2 separate regions of the Hordeum vulgare genome follow, and region 2 is linked to region 1. Evidence: chromatin contacts called from public Hi-C data. All regions are on one chromosome and are shown on one strand. The core of a region is the stretch at or near the end of the contact, and the rest is flanking DNA. Distances in the headings are between cores, read along the strand shown. Region 1 holds the start of LOC123446764 (mitogen-activated protein kinase kinase 9-like). Region 2 holds the start of LOC123449265 (heat stress transcription factor A-9-like).

Region 1 (2,914 bases), core at 274-2,773:
GGTTGTCATCAATTATCAAAACCAAACATGGGGGCACCATGCTCTTTCGAAGAGCTTGATTAAACACACGGAAATATTTGAAGCCAGCTCTTCCCTTATTTTTGGCTGCTGTAATTTTCTCCATGTCTTCGAGTGCGCTTTATGTTGAAAATTAGATGAACCCCGATAATACTTTTTACTAGACTAGTTAGATCATCACAAACTAAAAAGGGAAGTTTAAACGCACCCATACACAAGTTGTAATCGCTTGCGCGACACATTTGATCAAAACTTCTCTATCTAGTTGAGCAAAGTGTCCATCACGCAACTCTCTAAGCCTCGCTAATCAATTTTGCTTCCAAGTTTTGAAAACGCTTTAGACATTCGGCCCTCTCGAGTAGGGTGGCCAAGATACCTCTCCTTAAAACATGAACTTGTCACGCTGAGACCATCCCTAACCAGCTCCTCGTGGATGGTCATACAAGCATCAATACACAAGATCGACCATTAAATTAATTGAGGGATTGACGAGTCATTGACGCATACAGATCAAGAGCATCTCTAACACATCGAGCTTGTACAAGGGAAGTCTCAAAGAACAAAAATGTATCATATGCAAATAAGAGATGTGAAATCTAAGGGGCATGACTTTGCACAGTCTTTGTTATATATTTAGAGTAATATTATTTGTACATGTGAAATCTATGGACCTTGACTTTGCATGGTCTTTAATGGGTGACTTTAACCACTAATTTATAACAAAGTACATAGATTGAACATGTATAAACGATATCAATGTATTTGTCTTGCAAAACAATTTATTTCATATGTGTGTATAGTAATTTAACAAACATAGAATACGTGAAAACCATAGTCAAAATTATGCAACGGAGACAAAAAAAATCAACAGACGCCTTATATTTTGGGAAGGAGGGAGTATAAGTATTCACTTTTCCTTACTAATTGTGTGCAGATTAGTTGTACATAGAACCAGGTGTGTGAACATTCCCAGTGTGCAAGATTGGAGGTGAAGCCCTCGGTGATCTTTTTCCCTATGCACTATGTTCATATTGTTATTTTTTGCGGGAAAGGACTCCATTTAGTTCGTATGTACTCCGTAATGATCTAAATCCTTTTATATATTTTTTCACAAAGGCAGTACATCCTCATTTTTTTTACTTTTCAATGATTTTGAGAAATGTAAGCGGCCTCATTTGGAAGTCTAACCTTTTTAGGGGCATCTAATACTACAAGGCTAATTACCGGCACATTTCCACACTAAAAATATCCAAGCCACACACTACAAGGGACGTTGGAATCGCGGACACCAAAATGCCATGCACCTGGTTCTCAAAACAAAAACAAAAATAAAAAACGACATGCACCATTGGTGCAAGATGATAGGCCGCAGAGGAAGGAAGGAAGGAAGGGCGGACGCACGGGAGAAAGAAATTGAGATCCAACCGAAATCACTCTCACCCCAGCTGAAATCGCTCACGGCTCACCCTCCGGTGCCTCCACCCGAACTCCGCTCGCTTCCACTCACCCGCCACCCGTCGCCGTCCCCCTCCATATATACCACCAGCACGCCACGGAGCACTCCGCCTACTCTCTATCATTAGCCACCAGCTGCCGGCCTCCGGAGCTCACCTCGCCCGCCCACCCACCACCACCTCGACTCAGGACTCACCACCCATCCCGTCTCCCATGGCTCTGGTCCGGCAGCGCCGGCAGCTACCCCACCTCACCCTCCCGCTCGACCACTTCGCCCTGCGCGCGCCGCCGCCGCCGCCGCCCGCCGCCGCGCCGTGCGAGGGCCTCCCCCGCCTCTCCGACTACGAGAGGATCTCCCAGCTCGGCCAGGGCAACGGCGGCACCGTCTTCAGGGCGCGCCACCGCCGCACCTCGCAGCACTTCGCGCTCAAGCTCTTCGCCGCGGGGGACGGGGACCCCTCCGCGGCCCGCGAGGCCGAGATACTCATGCTCGCCTCCGGCGCGCCGCACGTCGTGCGCCTCCACGCCGTCATCCCGTCGCCCGCGGCGGCGCAGCCGGCCGCGCTGGCGCTGGAGCTCGTGTCGGGCGGCTCCCTCGCGGGCCTCCTCCGCGCGCTCGGCCGGCCCATGGGGGAGCGCCCCATCGCCGCCGTGGCGCGGCAGGCGCTGCTGGGGCTGGAGGCCCTGCACGCGCTCCGCGTCGTGCACCGCGACCTCAAGCCCGCCAACCTGCTCGTCGGCCCCGGCGGCGAGGTCAAGATCGCCGACTTCGGCGCCGGCAAGGTGCTGCGGCGGCGGCTCGACCCCTGCGCGTCCTACGTCGGCACGGCCGCCTACATGTCCCCGGAGCGGTTCGACCCGGAGACCTACGCCGGCGACTACGACCCGTACGCGGCGGACGTGTGGAGCCTCGGGATGGCGATCCTGGAGCTGTACCTGGGACACTTCCCGCTCCTCCCCGCGGGGCAGCGCCCGGACTGGGCCGCGCTCATGTGCGCCATATGCTTCGGCGAGGCGCCCGAGGCCCCCGCCGCGGCGTCGGACGAGTTCCGGGACTTCGTGGCGCGGTGCCTCGAGAAGAAGGCCGGCCGGCGCGCGTCCGTGGCGGAGCTGCTCGAGCACCCGTTCATTGCCGAGCGCGACGCCGAGGAGGCGCAGCGCTGCCTCGCCGCGCTCGTGGCGGAGGCCGCGGAGCTGGGCGACCAGTAGCCAAACTGGTTAATTATTAGGAGGAGAGTTAGGAGTCCATCCATCCGTCCAAGCTGATGACGTGTACATAAATCTAGGCCACGGGGAGAAATAAGCTGTCCCATGTGGCGTTTCCCTTTTTTTCTTCCCATCCTTTTGCCGTATCCAAGAGGATTCCTTCGTTCTTTCACGTAAATTGCGACAGACAGTTTTGAGAATTGATACTACCTTCTTCATCACAATCAGAAGCTAC
Region 2 (2,914 bases), core at 199-2,698, 180 kb after region 1:
TACCAAAAGTATATATGGAGCCAAGAGCAGCAATTCATGTGGTCCATACAAAATCTTTAAGAGCAGGTATACAATCCAGTGACAAAAAATCAGTCTGCTCTTGTACTCAGCAAATGGACATGAAAGAATCGGTATAAAAATTGGAAGGAAAAGCTGGTAAGTATTGAATCCCTGGCTGCAAGAATCTGGCTCCAGCCACTGGATACTGATAGGCACTCCTCAAAAGCACAACATCATTCATCAAATACCTTTGGGTATGTAAAACAAAGTTCCAATCAGCATAAAAGAAATGCTCACACAGAAGATTAGCTGTCAGCCAATGATATTATGTCAATGCAAACCAAACATTTATTTGATTTCATTCAGAAACACCACAGTCAGGATACTATTTACGTTAAGCATGAAGCGAAGACACTACATGAAGTAGCTTCTTTCTCTTATAATACTATATAAATAAAGTTCCGTAGATGCCAAATATATAGAATCCAAAATACAGAAAGGAGTTTCGACAGCATGCATTCCATACCAATAGCACTAGAGGCAGGTTCAGCAGATAGTTATTTTGATCAGATCCACAAAATTCCATTGGTCACAAGCACAACTGTATTTCATATATATAAAGAAGGCTGCTAAAAGCATTTTGACTAGTGAATACCAAAGCATGGACAGATTTGGCACAGCTGTTTTAGCCCGGATCGTTAAGTCCCCATATTACTCCAATTCAAAATGTATTGTCACAACAAGCACGAAATTGAACATAGGAACAGCCTGTAACAAACAGGCATCGAGAGAAAATGATGACGCGTTCAAACAGGTTTGTCCAATTTACATCGGAAGCTACCCCAGAGAGTCAACTGCTGACAAAATCCTCAGCTAGCCGCAACAGCACATTACGAATATACTCCCTCCGTTCCTAAATATAAGTCTTTTTAGACATTTCAACAGGGGACTACATACGTAATAAAATGAGTGAACCTACACATTAAAATATGTCTATATACATCCGTATGTAGTTTTCTATTGAAATGTCTAAAAAGACTTATATTTAGGAACGGAGGGAGTATATATTTACAATAAAGGAAACATGCTCCGCGATAGCAATAGCACCCAATTCAACTCAAAATCATCGGAAAGGGGCGAGGAGGGCGAGCGAGGGGATCTCACATAGGTGTTGAGCTGGCGTATGAAGCTGCTGAAGTTGTTGTGCTTGAAGTGGTGGCGGAGCAGGTCGCGCTCGAAGGCGTGCGCGTCCCAGATCACGAAGCTGTTGCCGGCGTCGGACCACGACATGACCCTGTCGGTGGCCGCGTCCGAGACCATGTCGTAGACCTTGGTGAGGAACGGCGCCACCTCCGGCGGCTTCGGCACCGCCCCCACCGGCGCCGGCGCGGCCCCGGCCGAAGAGGGGCCCGCGGCGGAGGGCGGGGGCGAGCCTTTGCTTGAGCCCATGGCGGAAACCCTAGCTTCCTTGGAGATTGAGGCGGCGACGTGAGGCGAGACGGGAGGAGGGAGGCCTATCGGAGTGGGGATTTCGGATGATTTTGGTTGAATTTTTGTGCGCGTTGGGTCGGATTTGGGGGGCTGCGACTTGTTCCTGCCTGTGCTTGGGCTGCCTTCCTTCAGGATTAAGAAAGAAAGGAAGAAATCTATGGAGTTCAAAACGAGAGGAAAAAAAAAATGTGTGGTAGGGTAGGTGATATTTGTGCGTGCGTCAGACCACGCAAGGCGCGTGCCCGGAAATTGCTTTAGAATAAAAAAATAACGCAGAAAAGAAAAGCACGTACGTGTTTTCGACTTACAGCTGCGCCCTCGTGTTTTTATTCGACGATGACTTGTGGGCCTGAGTGCGTCGGGACCCACGTGTCGGCGTGCGAGAGTTACGCGTAAGGCGTGACGATTTCATGTGCGGCGAGAGTTTTCCGCATTTTGCGCTTCTTCTTTTTTGCTGTGGGGCGGAGGAGCCAGTTTGGTTGCGTCGCGTCCCGCTCGATGGCATGGGCGGGGCCGGTGGGAGCTGGGAAGCAGCGCTCCGTTCGAACAACTCTTAAAGAAAAGGACGAAGGAGGAATTCACACGGAGAGACTGATATGTGGCCCTGGAACGACGGGCCAGATGGCAAGTACGGGTGTCGCGGTCATGCAGGGGCAAGTCGCCGACGTCATTGCTGTCCTTGGGCTTGGAGTTAGACTGGACTGGAATTACACTGTCAAACTCGTTTCCACACGCAAGGACCAGGAGCTCGTTCAGTCCAGTCTAGTCCAACGTTAGATGGGCCTGTTCGACATAGAGGCTTGGACCGGCCGAATAACATTTGCAGGAAACTAGGCGTCAACCGAATGATTACGACAGATTCAGGTCATGTTTGTTTTAAAAAGTCATAGGTTTTTTTAATCATAACTAAATAAATTCTAGTCACTATCTGTTTGGTTCCAGGGATTAAATATAAACTTCAGGTTATTAAATAATATATTAAAAGACCATGTTCCCCCTATAAATGGACTAGAGGTCATACCTGGCCAAACGCTGGCCCGGCACGGCACGCCCCGTGCTAAACGTGTCTGGTCCGACAAGGCCCGCCGATGCACGTTTATTAATCGGGTCGTGACGTGCCAGCCAGTGGGTTGTGCCTCCAAACCCAGGCACGGCCCCGTTACTAAACGAGCCGGCTTGTTGGTCCGATTAGCACGCTGGGCTGCATAATTTTAGCCTCATGGGCTTATTGTTAGGCTTATTGGAACATATATTATGTATATATATGTATATATATATATATTAAAAATATCTAAAAATATGTATAAAAAAGGATCGTGTCGTGCCCAGCCTCCAGGCCCAGGCATGACCCGTTCAAATCGTGTTGTGCGTGGCCCATGGCGGGCCATGTCGGCGGGCTCGCGGGCTGGCCTGTTTAGCCCGG

Evidence for each region. A called contact is a pair of places that touch in the nucleus more often than the background predicts.
Region 2: a Hi-C map of seedling shows a contact between it and region 1, with 3 times the contacts expected there. The contact joins the promoter of LOC123449265 here to the promoter of LOC123446764 in region 1. A contact is called at or near these places in 2 of 6 Hi-C or Micro-C datasets (leaf and seedling) and 1 of 1 datasets of contacts at active chromatin or transcription factors (embryo).

The regions. Positions count from the first base shown.
Region 1 is chr4H:524,970,667-524,973,580 of MorexV3_pseudomolecules_assembly, forward strand. LOC123446764 (mitogen-activated protein kinase kinase 9-like) reads left to right here and starts at 1,524. Exons shown (of 1, transcript XM_045123308.1): 1 at 1,524-2,900. The coding sequence starts at 1,687. The coding sequence ends at 2,682.
Region 2 is chr4H:525,148,164-525,151,077 of MorexV3_pseudomolecules_assembly, forward strand. It overlaps LOC123449265 (heat stress transcription factor A-9-like), which reads right to left and starts at 1,449. Exons shown (of 2, transcript XM_045126412.1): 1 at 1,165-1,449. The coding sequence starts at 1,449.